4 separate regions of the Mus musculus genome follow, and regions 1, 3 and 4 are each linked to region 2. Evidence: chromatin contacts called from public Hi-C, HiChIP or PLAC-seq and promoter capture Hi-C data. All regions are on one chromosome and are shown on one strand. The core of a region is the stretch at or near the end of the contact, and the rest is flanking DNA. Distances in the headings are between cores, read along the strand shown.

What was found. Promoter capture Hi-C pulls out the DNA fragments that hold promoters and counts their contacts. Hi-C and Micro-C count contacts between places; a contact is called where the count stands out from the background. HiChIP or PLAC-seq counts read pairs in DNA pulled down with a chosen protein or histone mark.
Region 1: a contact with region 2 is called in a Hi-C map of embryonic stem cells, with 2.6 times the contacts expected there. The contact joins the enhancer-like site here to the promoter of Gfra2 in region 2. A contact is called at or near these places in 3 of 39 promoter capture datasets (hippocampal neurons and liver), 4 of 484 Hi-C or Micro-C datasets (B cells, bone marrow-derived macrophages and embryonic stem cells), 1 of 115 datasets of contacts at active chromatin or transcription factors (large pre-B cells) and 2 of 9 other capture datasets (adipose tissue and liver).
Region 3: a contact with region 2 is called in an H3K27ac HiChIP or PLAC-seq map of neural progenitor cells, with 6 times the contacts expected there. The contact joins the enhancer-like site here to the promoter of Gfra2 in region 2. A contact is called at or near these places in 6 of 39 promoter capture datasets (the 3T3-L1 cell line, embryonic stem cells, hematopoietic stem and progenitor cells and 3 more), 2 of 484 Hi-C or Micro-C datasets (the N1E-115 cell line and cerebellar granule neurons) and 4 of 115 datasets of contacts at active chromatin or transcription factors (embryonic forebrain, embryonic stem cells, neural progenitor cells and 1 more).
Region 4: a promoter capture Hi-C map of trophoblast stem cells shows a contact between it and region 2, with 5 times the contacts expected there. The contact joins the enhancer-like site here to the promoter of Gfra2 in region 2. A contact is called at or near these places in 7 of 39 promoter capture datasets (the 3T3-L1 cell line, the HPC-7 cell line, embryonic stem cells and 3 more), 1 of 15 datasets of contacts at CTCF or cohesin (pro-B cells), 8 of 484 Hi-C or Micro-C datasets (the HL-1 cell line, the N1E-115 cell line, cerebral cortex and 4 more), 3 of 115 datasets of contacts at active chromatin or transcription factors (bone marrow-derived macrophages, embryonic hindbrain and embryonic stem cells) and 3 of 9 other capture datasets (adipose tissue, embryonic stem cells and liver).

The regions. Positions count from the first base shown.
Region 1 is chr14:70,657,535-70,660,234 of GRCm38.p6, reverse strand. It overlaps a transcript of Npm2 not described here. Among named protein-coding and RNA genes, the nearest start is that of Npm2, 5.8 kb to the right of the region's middle. Within about 2 kb of position 1,439, at least 40 of the 459 cell types and tissues checked have an H3K27ac peak or open chromatin away from gene starts, as enhancers often do. A contact at or near this core is called in embryonic stem cells, where this site is marked.
Region 2 is chr14:70,888,663-70,891,418 of GRCm38.p6, reverse strand. Gfra2 (glial cell line derived neurotrophic factor family receptor alpha 2) reads right to left here and starts at 1,312. Exons shown (of 9, transcript NM_008115.3): 1 at 525-1,312. The coding sequence starts at 564.
Region 3 is chr14:71,046,512-71,049,279 of GRCm38.p6, reverse strand. No RefSeq gene overlaps it. Among named protein-coding and RNA genes, the nearest start is that of Gm34703, 53 kb to the right of the region's middle. Within about 2 kb of position 1,434, at least 43 of the 459 cell types and tissues checked have an H3K27ac peak or open chromatin away from gene starts, as enhancers often do. A contact at or near this core is called in neural progenitor cells and stem cell-derived neural progenitor cells, where this site is marked.
Region 4 is chr14:71,119,060-71,121,890 of GRCm38.p6, reverse strand. No RefSeq gene overlaps it. Among named protein-coding and RNA genes, the nearest start is that of Gm34757, 47 kb to the left of the region's middle. Within about 2 kb of position 1,285, at least 13 of the 459 cell types and tissues checked have an H3K27ac peak or open chromatin away from gene starts, as enhancers often do. A contact at or near this core is called in trophoblast stem cells, where this site is marked.

The DNA of each region.
Region 1 (2,700 bases), core at 190-2,689, 230 kb after region 2:
AAGTACACATATATACGTAATTTTTTTTAGAGAAATTTTTGAATGAATGATAGACATGATCTTATGAAAAAGCTCAGAGGAGTTGTACTTGGTGGTGTACACCTGTTATCCCAGAAGTAAGGAAACAAAAAAACCAAGGCTGGATAATATGACTGCCCTCTCCCCCGAACGCTCAGAAGGGCCACTTACACAATACGTATTCCCCACAAGTAGTAAAAAGTGTGGAGAATATAGCCCAAAGTCAGAAAATGTAAGCCTCTCGGCTCTCAAGAGTAGTTGGTATTAAAACATCCAGGTGTGGAAATGAAAACAATTTTAAGAGTACAGCTGGCCATTTCTTCATCTGATTAGCCACCTCTTACATCCAGTCTGAGCACACGTCACAAAGAATATCGCGTTACAAACTATTGACAAGCTATAAACACCACAAGCAGAACCCTCCCACTCAGCTAGGCAGTTGCCACAGCGGGCTCGGCGGCCACACCCTTCCACATTCCTTTTACATCTGCAAAACGCGCTTTTGTCAGTGTATACGCGCTATACTCTGTGCTTATCTGCAAACCCAAATCTTCCCACCCCTGCTGTCCCCATGTCTCGTTTTAAGACCTGCTCGTTTATTTGAGGTAATCGCAATCTTGTCCCTTATCTGTCCCAGCAACCAAACTCTGCTCCTTCCAAGTCAGCACCAAAGGATCAGGTCACGTCCGGATGGATGACAAGGATGGGATTTATGGCCGCAGATGCGTTTGCAGAAGACAAGCAGAGGGTGGAAAGAGGTACTGGAGTGAGTGAAGTTTCCTGCAGAGATCCCAGCCGGACCCACCGCAGCTGACACCAAGCGCAGCGGCTGAAATCAAAGCCTGCGTCTGCGCGGCCCCGGAAGTGATCCTGCGCGGCCCTTGCGTCGGAAGGAGACGCCGCACCTAGGTTGCATCTGGGCTGCGCAGAGTCCCCAGACCAGATCCCGCCTTTGTTCCACGCACGCGCAGTAAGGACTCATGTGCCCGGTTGTTTCCGGCTGTAACCGAGGTGCTAACCTACTCCGGGTATATCTCCCCTGGGCCCTGCTCTTGCAGAAATCCGAGTTTATTTGCATCAGGTCCTTACACCGAAATTCACAGCGGCTGTCCCTGTCCCAAAGTTGAAGTGCTGAACCCGTGGAGGAAGTCTCAGACGCAAAGGGGAGCTCTGCAGTGGACAGCTCCCAGGGAAGCCCTCATCAGACCAAGGAGTCATGACAAAAAGGCGCGAGACATCTTGTGAGGAATAGCAGAAATAATATGACTAGAGGGCGAATGCAGCCCTCTTTGTATCAGTAAAGAACGGGCCTGCAAGGTTGGGCTTTGATCCTAAAATCCGGTTTCTAAACCTCCAAAGACTCCTTAGCAAAGCAGCCTGCCGAGCAAGCCTTTCTTAACTGAGCTTAACGGATGGGACACGTGACCCAAGGCTAGGGCTGTGAGAAAGGAATTTGAGGAATGTTGAGAGGTGGACTCAAAACTTTGTGATCAGCTGAATTCAAACGATTTTCCTGTGATTCCCTAGTTCCAGAACAGAGTGACACCTGATTGGGAAAGAGAAAGCTCTGGGCAAGACTAGGGTGTGGGTTGTAAAGAAGATAGGACACAGGCTGACCCTGAGAGAAGGTCCTATCCTTGAAGATATCAAAACATTTCTGCAAAATGAATACCAATCACACAGAAACTCAGAAGAGGAAGTCATCATCTCACTAAGCCTCAAATAAAAAGCCAAAGACATAAAGGAATAAAATAACATTTAGTGAGCTGGAGAGGTAATTTGCAGTTGAAAGCTCTGGCTGCTCTTGTAGAGACCCTACATTCCATCCTTAGGGCCCACATGTTGGCTCACAATGGTTCTGTCACTCTAGTTCCAGGGGATTCAACACCTTTTTCTGGCCTCCTCGAGCCAGAGGCAATATACATTAGGCACAGACTTAGAAAACACCCATATACGTAAAATATTTTTCGAACTTAAGGCTTCTAGACTATTATCTCTTATGAATTTAGATGCATTCTTACCAAAATGTATGTCTGAATCAGTATATAAAAAGGAATGATACATCATGATTAAGTGGCTGAATCTAGAATGCAATGTTGATTTAATTTTCAAAAGAATATGGCTATAGTGATGGTTCAGCAGTTAAGAACTTGCTGCTCTTCCAGAGAGCACTGAGTTCAATTCCCAGCACCCACATGGTTGCTTACAACTATCTGTAACTCCAGTTCCACATGATCTAACTACCTCTTCTGGCCTCCGTGGGCACTAGCCACTGAAGTGCTCAGCCATGCCATGCAGACAAAACACCTATACACATAATTTTCTCTTTTTTTAAAGTTGTATTTGTTTTATTATATGTAAGTACAATGTAGCTGTCTTCAGACACTCCAGAAGAGGGCATCAGATCCCATTACAGATGGATGTGAGCCACCATGTGGTTGCTGGGATCTGAACTCAGGACCTTTGGAAGAGCAGTCAGTGCTCTTAACCACTGAGCCATCTCTCCAGCCCTACACATAATTTTCTATAAAAAGCATAACTGTAACACTGCATGAACTAAGGAAAAATTAGAAATCATCTCAGTAGATATATAAAAAATATATATAATGAAATTTTAAACTCACTAAACTTCAAAAAAAAAAGATATTATGCTAGTGATATTGCTCTGTTGGCAGAGTGCCT
Region 2 (2,756 bases), core at 63-2,562:
CCCGCAAACGTCCAAACCAAGACCTCCTGCCGAAACCCACTGACTCTGAGAGCCTTCCAGAAAGGAGGGGCAGGCTTGATAGCGTCCCGCCAGCCTCTCCCCATCCTTCCTTTCATTCACACCAACAGTTGCATTTTTTTCCTTCCTAAGTTGTTGCAAATTGAACCCATTATTTTGAGGGAAATGAGCGCTATCACGGCCTGCAAGTAAGAGTGTGTGTCGGGGTGTGTGCGCGCGCGCGGCACGGGAGTGCGTGCGGAGATGGTTTGAATGTTGGAAGTCTCCTTCTCGGTCCTCCGCGCAACCAGCTAGCCGCTGCACAGCTCCCTCCTCTAGAGCCTCCCAGGCAGTTCGGCTCCCCGGAGCCCCAGGCCCGGGCTCCCAGCCTGGCGCGATCTCCCGGTGTCTCCCACGGCGCCCTGCTTGCAGCCCCCAAGCCCACCCCCGCATGCCCAGCTTCCAGTGGGCGACTGAACGCGCGCAGCCCCTTGTGACCCCCAGACTCGCCACCTGCAGGTACTCACCTAAAAAGAAGAAGAGGCAGAAGGCGTTTGCCAAGATCATGTTAAATAAATCCCACAGTTTTGTGTGTATGTGTCTTTCTCCCTTAGGTTTAAAAAATAAAAATAAAATAACAACGGTAATAATAACAGCCAAGCAATGATAACGACCCCCAAATCCAATGCGGAGATCCCGCCAGGCGGCCGCCGGTTGAAGATCCCGAGTCCAGGGATTCTCGCTGCTGGCTGGAGGGGGAGGGGTGGGAGGCGGGCGGTGGGCTGCCTCTCGACGTCCCCCCCTTGCCACTGAAATCAAACACACGTAGCTATGTGTCTGGCTGCCTTCTAAGCCAACAGCCTGGTCCTGAGGTCAGCCCAGCCCTTCGCTCTCGCGGCCGGGAAGGCGCGAGTCCCCGTGGGTCCAATTCCCCTGCACTTCCCAGGAGGGGACTGGAGAGGTGGGGGCGAGGCGATCTGAAAGTGAAGGACTGGAAGAAAGCAGCGAGGGAGGGGGGTCAGAATAAATGCAAATAGGAAAGAAATCCACCGACGGATGGGAGCAATCCAGTAGAGCTTCTAGGACGGGAGACCAGAGTCGCTTCTTTGGCACCAAGACGAAGAAAAAGATTCAAAATAAAAAAAAAAAAATCTTCTCCCGCTATCCCTTGCTTCGGCTCACTTTTTCTAATGGAATTCCAGTGCCGGTGTGCCTGTGCTTGCGTGTGTCTTTCCTCCCTTCCTCTCTCCCTCTCCTCTCCTCTCCTCTCCTCTCCCTCGCTCTCGCTCTTTGCTCTCGATCTCCGCTCTCCCTCACTCTCCCTCTCTCTCTCTCTTCCCCTCCCTACTCCCTCTCTCCCTGCTCCTCCCTCCGCCCGCCTGCTCCCTCCCTCCCCCTTCGCGGCTTCCTCGCCTAGGCTCTCGCGCCTCGCCCCTCTCCTCTGCTCGGGGCTCAGCGCCCCGGCTCCCTGGCGGCTGGCGGCGCAGCGCGCGGGAGCGCGGCGGAGCAGCTACACTCTGCAGCAGCAGTGGTAGCGACTCGGCGGTGATGGAAGCTACACCGGAGTGGCGCTGGCGCCCAGGAACACTGGCCTAGGGGTGAGCTCCACCGCTGGCTCCCTCGGCTCAACTGCCCGCCCTTGGGACCAGCCTGCTGCCTTGGCCGGAAAACCGACTAGATCCCCCGGCCAGTGTCCACGCTCAAACCAACGAAGCCTCCCGCCCCCTCCTCTCCATGCAATGTCTCATCCTGGCTAGGTGAAGGCTTGCGTTCTCCAAGTGCTCCTGCCCCTGCACTGGACCCCCAGAGCCATGAGGTTTCGGAAGCCTGAACGAGGTTAGGGAGACACTGAGGCCCGGGTGCTGGAGCCATCCTAGAGGCATGGGGGCAGGGCAGTAGAAAAACCCAGGCGTGGTGGTCCAGGTCTGAAAAAGAGAGCACCACTCTGCAAGCTGATGTATTCCTTGTGGGGAGCCGTTCTGAGAGTCTTCCCAAAAGCACTAGGGAACCCAAAGACGCCCTTGTAGGCCAACCCTATCTCCCTGGGTCTAACCCCGCGCTCCTATTCGTGTGTTCTGCATGCAGAGCTCAAGAACTTTTACCGCACACTAGTGACTCGCTTGCCACCCCACCCCGCGCGCGCTCCCCAACACACAGGCACACACACCAGCTCTGCAGCCATTCCAGACACCTCTTCCCCAGTTGGTCTCTCCTCCCCTGGACCAGAGAGAAGATTGTCTAGGGGTCCCAACTTCCTCCTCCAAGGCCAGTGAACCAGCCAGAACTGCGCGGGAAAAATCCAGCCCGGGTTGACACCCCACCCTACTGGGGAGCCCCAAAACAAGGGACACTCAGGCCTCTGCTTCACACCCCCTCCCCGCACACAGAGATCTCCTGGACTCCCTAGAGCTAGTCGGGGAACTAAGGCCACTCCCGGTTCCCGAAGCTGAGGGTGGAGACCCTTCCGGATGGAGACTCCTCCCCAAGCCGGGAAGGGGGACAATTTATCCATCTGTCTTTGGCCCCAGCTCACCGGCGTAATTTAGTCATAGAATTTACAATAAAAGCCCAGAAGCCCCGAAAAAAGAAGCGTCTGGCTGGAGAAGGGTTGAAGGCGAAGTGAGGTTGCTGACCGAGGTGGCAGGGCGGCAGACAGGCAGTACACATGTCTCAGCGCCCTCGGGATCATACAGCCCACGCACACCCGGCACCCTAGTTCCACGCTTTTCTCTGACACACCTTCGGCTGCCCTGGCATTT
Region 3 (2,768 bases), core at 185-2,684, 160 kb before region 2:
CCCAACTTAAGGTCAGTACTAAGTATGGAGATTGGGAGACAAACCTGAGAGTTCCAATATCAACAGCTATGGGAGAAAGAAGTGCACAGGAACGACCCTGATGAGGACAGTGGGCACACAGCTCAGCATAGCCTCAAGGTGGAACATAGACACCAGCCTCATGAAACATAGCTGTCTTAGGGTTTTATTGCTGTGAGGAGACAACATGACTACAACAACTTTTATAAAAGAAAACATTTATTTGAGACTGGCTTACAGTTTCAGAGGTTTAGTTCAATATTTGGATGGTGGAAAGCATGGGGGCATGCAGGCAGACATGGTGCTGGAGAGGTAGCTGAGAGTTCTACATCTGGATCAGCAGGCAACAGGAAGAGACAGTTGGCTAAGCTTGGGCATCTGAGATCTCAAAGCCCACCCTCTGGTGACATACTTTCTCCAAAAAAGCCATATGTACTCCAACAAGGCCATATCCCCTAAGAGCATCACTCCCTTATAGGTCTATGGGGGTCATTTTTATTTAAACAACCCCAACAGCCTTGGAAAGGAACGTATGTTCCAAGACTTTAACATATTCTGAGTTGGGAGCAATTCCAAAGTCTGACTGACTCACTTCTTGCCTTAGGACAATCTACACATACATATTACATGAAGTTCAGGGATTGAAGGGATCCCCAAGGTCTATGTACTGGAATTCATGCAGGGGCAGTTCTTCAGTGGCCAGGGAAGGACCACCTATGGTGCCAGTTATGAGAGCATGAGACTTGCATGATCCCCACACTTCATATTTCCTGCCACTTTCTCCATAGGGTTACCAACTAAGCAAACACAGTAACCCCCTTAAGTCTGATGATACTCAAATGACACATTTCCTTCTCATCCACCACTCTGTCAAACACGTATAGTACCTGTGTTCTGCATGCCAGGCCTGTTCCACAGGCCGGGAAAGGAATAAGACAAGGTGAGTCCTCAAGAGACTCTTGGATCTTGAAAGGAGATGACACAAACACAACTCATTCAGAATGTGTCACAGACATATAGGTAGACCTATGGTCCTATTAGGAGAAGAGAACAGTTCCAATGGGGACCTCAGAGCTAGAAAGGAAATATTCCCCAAAGGAGGTGTTGATGCTAACTTCAAATTCCAAAAGGACAACAGAAGTGCTATGAATGATCTTGGGATCAGATGTGTGATGTTCTACTGAACCTCAGGAATAGATGGGGAACAACCACATTTCCTGATTGCCCTTTCCAGGGAGACCGAGCCCTAGAACCATCTTTCTTTGGAGTTATGATTCCTCAGTCCTAGATACTGGCTACTTGCCCTAACCACCCTGGGATCAGAATTCTACAAACAGCTCTGTAGCCAGAGCTCATTATCATTATTCATACTGACCAATCCCCTGCCTGCTTACCAATGTCAGTTCGGTTTTCCATAGCAACCACGATAAAAGCTCTTTCTACCCCCCTCTGCCTCCTGACTCACTGCAGAGCTTTCTATGTGGCCCTGATCATAGTGACACCTGTTTCTACAGACCTGTGAGGATGAACACTCAAAGACCTGTGTGTCCTGAACATCCTTCAGGACACTGATTTTTGTGTCTATGCATATCATGCTCTAACTGATCAAAACAAATTTTGGTTATCCCTACAACTAATAGTGTTTCCCTGAGGGACAGGAAACCCAGCTAGGCTCTCTCCAAGAACCATCAAATGGTACAATGACAATTTTTTTCCTATTAGGCTTGGCCCACATGGGCCTCACTTGGGGGAAGAAAGGACTCTCTCTCTCCCCAGAGTTGCACGAAAGCCAAAGGAGTTAGAAGCACAACCCCATGAGGTCAGCAAATGAAACAGAGATTGCTGCAGGCCAAAGGCTAGAACACTAGGCTACTCATGTTTCTCTACAGACAATGATGCAGTGCTGTCCTTCCCATTACATTCCCCAAACCAAGAAGAACTGGCCTTTTGTCCTGCCTAGCTAGAGGTCACAGAAGCACCTCTACGAAGGCTTACTAAGGCTTTCTGTGCATTGCTTCGGCCAAGGGCTTCCTGTTGCCTAGAAACCAGGGAACTCAACAGAGACCATTGTTCTGGGTGGAAGCAAGCCCTGAGGGCACTCCAGGTTTCAACCATTCAAACAGAACAGCCCCTTTCTGAGGCTGGAGACTATGGCCTCACATAAGAAGGTCTTTAGGCTATCTCTGGTGGTTTCTGAGCAGCAGGCTTTCTTTCCTCAGCAGCTGGGAGAATATCCACAAAATGACCATCTAAGCTGTCTGTAGTGACATATACCTGTGGTGTTGGGCCATTTACCATGTTGTCCCTTTCAGCATCAAGGACATGTGGCTGACAGCTGTGAGTTCCAGGTCTGCTCTGACTTGTCCTCCTAGTAGCCTTGCTTCTGTGTGAAGCAGTATTTACAACATGCCACTTCATCCACTATCCTAACTTTCCTTTATGTTCATCCCCTCTTCTGCCTTCAACCTCTACTGCAAAGCTTCCTAGACTAGACTTGATCTCGGCTCTCCATTTTGATAGGTTCTACTATCTGATAGGACGGCTGTATGCCTTACTCTGGTTACTTTTACATCCTCATGAACCAAAAAGCTGACATTGATAACTTGTGGGAGGAATAAGTTCATAGGGCTTACAGTTTGAGATGCTCCAGTCTATCACAGCAGGGAAAACATGACTGCAGTGGTGGCTCTATCTATGACAGTGTGTATTGGAACCCCTCTCGTGGCAGCTGAGCCAAAAAAAAAAAAAAA
Region 4 (2,831 bases), core at 36-2,535, 230 kb before region 2:
AGAATCCGCCCTGCCTTAACCACTTGATAACATGTGAAAAGGAACAAAAGGGCTCCTAACACCAGAAAAAATTCAAGGCCAAACATATTCCACTTTACTTCTGATAGACTGTCTTGAATTTCGTTAGAAAGTTCAAGATCGGACTTACCTCGTAAAGCTGTACTCACTGGTACTCTCGTTCCCCAGCTGAAAAGTTCTGAATTCATACAGTTGAATCCTTCTTAACAGTCTGCTTTACGGGAACCTTTATTACCGCGACCCGCAGTTCTGGTTCTGGAATGAGGGATCTTCCTTGCGCCAGTCCCGAGTTTTTTCTCGTCCCGGAATTTCTCGTCCCGTCCCGGGTCTCAGCACCAATTGTTATTAGACACGTTCTCACGACCGGCCAGGAAAGACGCAACAAACCAGAATCTTCTGCGGCAAAGCTTTATTGCTTACATCTTCAGGAGCCAGAGTGCAAGAGAGCAAGCAAGCAAATGGCGAAACCCCATCCCTTTTTAAGGAGAATTATCCTCCACCTAGGATGTATTACTCCCTGATTGGCTGCAGCCCATCGGCCCAGTTGTCATCACGGGAAAGGCAGAACACATGGTGGGAAAACTGCCCCTGCATGTGTGCAGACTATGTTTACCACTTAGAACACAGCTGTCAGTGCCATCTTATAATGGCAAATGTGAGGGCGGCTCCTCACAGCCAGGAGGCTGGAGATGAGAGCTAGTATAGAGTTGAGCAAAGTGGAAGATACTGAAAACTGGAAGTTGAGGGACCACTTGCCAGGTGGCCTGTCTTCTCTTCAGTAGGATAACAATGACAGTAAATGGGCCAGTAATGAGGTTAGGACCGAAGGGGAGCCAACTGACCAGAGACTGGAAAGACTGGTTGCCAAGCAGAACCAACAAGCCTGCCTGATAACTCCACAGTGGCTCTTTCTACCCAATTGTGCTATTCTCTCCAAGGGTTCTCAATAAGCCAGGTATGGAGGAGTACCGATAGGTACCTGGACCAACATCAGAGTGTGAAAGCAAGCTGGTGGGTTTGGCCCAGCTAGACTGAATCCAAGTTGGTGAAGCGGCTGGTAAGAATTGTGTCAGACGGGTACATCATGGGATCTTAGCCTGACATGGATGGAAATAGGTACTGCCTAGGGCCAAGGTGCGGGATCCAGGGACTTTACCACCGAATGAGGTCACATATCAGATAAGACAGTAAAGCACTCTGAGGTAAGTGTCAAATGAGCTGTGTAAAGTGCTAAATGAGTTTGCATCTGGCTTTGACACCTATCAGCTGTGTGGCCTAAGGCAGATGTTCTAACATCTCTGAACCCATCATGAACTTATTCCTAACAGCCCCCTCTCTAAGGGTGTTGTCACCCAGGGCCCCAAGGAGAGAACTGTGAAAGTTCATCGTACGCTGTGTGCAAATGTCAGCTGTGATGTGTCAGGCAAGGGAGGTCAAGAGAGTCAGCAGGTTTCAGGCAGGATTAAAACCTAGCAATTCACTCTCCTAGTCCTTCCGAAGGCTGTCTTCCCCTCTCTCTGCCCTTGTCCTTCCTGGATCTTATTTGGTTGGTTTCTGACCAATCTTTAAAACTTACTCCAGTCAATTTGAATTCTAATCGGATCCTCCAAGGTGCCCCCTCCAGCCTCAGCTGGGTGTCATCTATGAAATTAATGAGCGTGCTCTCTGTTTCATCGTCTAGTTCATTGCTGGAAACATTAAATAGCTCAGGGCTCCAGACACCGAATTGCTTCAGATGGCCTCTCACAAGTCTCCAGGGTTGTTTGTTTCTTTGTTTGTTTGTTGAGCCAGGTTTTTTTTTTCCCCTCCTGAATTTTAGCCATCATCACAGTCACGATTCACACACAGAGAAAGTCTCTCTGTGGAACACTAGCAATTTCCTCAAATCCATCCCACTTCTACCTCCAAAAGCATTACTTAGAAGACTAAACAGTTGCCCCCCCCCCTTGAACCTGGCCTTGCCCGGGGTCCACCTTCTATGGCCTCTGAGGCATTATCACCTAGCCCATGGAGTTCAGTGTATATGTTAGTGCATTTAAGCTAATTAACGAAATGCCCTACACTGAGTAATTTATAAACAGCACAGTTTTAGAGACTAGCAAGTCCCACAAGATGCCAGTGGCTTGGTGTCTGTTGGTGACATCTCCTTCCATGTCCCTCTCAAAAGTTGTGAGAGTGAATCTTGACCGGGTTGAGCAGTGCCTAGGTATTTAATAATCCACACCTCCAGATGTGTCTGTAAGGGTGCTTGTGGAGAGAATTAAGTACAGACCCACTCTGAATTCAGGCTATGCTGTTCATTCCATAGGCTGGAGTGTGGAGGAGGGGAGTTGGAGAAAGTCAGATAACACAGCCATGCTCTTTAATCTCTGCTCCTTGCTTGCCATGAAGTTACAGGCCTTTTCTGTCATGCCTCCCACTGCCATGATGCTGTCCTTATCTCAGGACGTCAGAGATGGGGCTAGGGAACAGAACCCCTGAATCAGTGAGTCCAACAGACTCTTTTTCATTTAAACTGGTATTAACTCAGGTATTTGAGCACCTAACACAAAAATATTTCATAAAGCTATTAATGCTATATATAAGGCTCAAGATAAATTATCTACCTTCCAGAGGGTCCACTTCATGATACTTTTTTTTTTTTGAGATGATTAGATTTCAATGTAAGAATTCTAATTCGACAGGACTATGCAGAACATATCAGTGTGTGACCAAACTGTAAGTGCACACGCAGAAATTTACCACTACAGAAAGCTTCTTGGAGGTAATTGCTAGAAATATCTTAAATGCAATCCGGTTCTTTCTCCACCTAC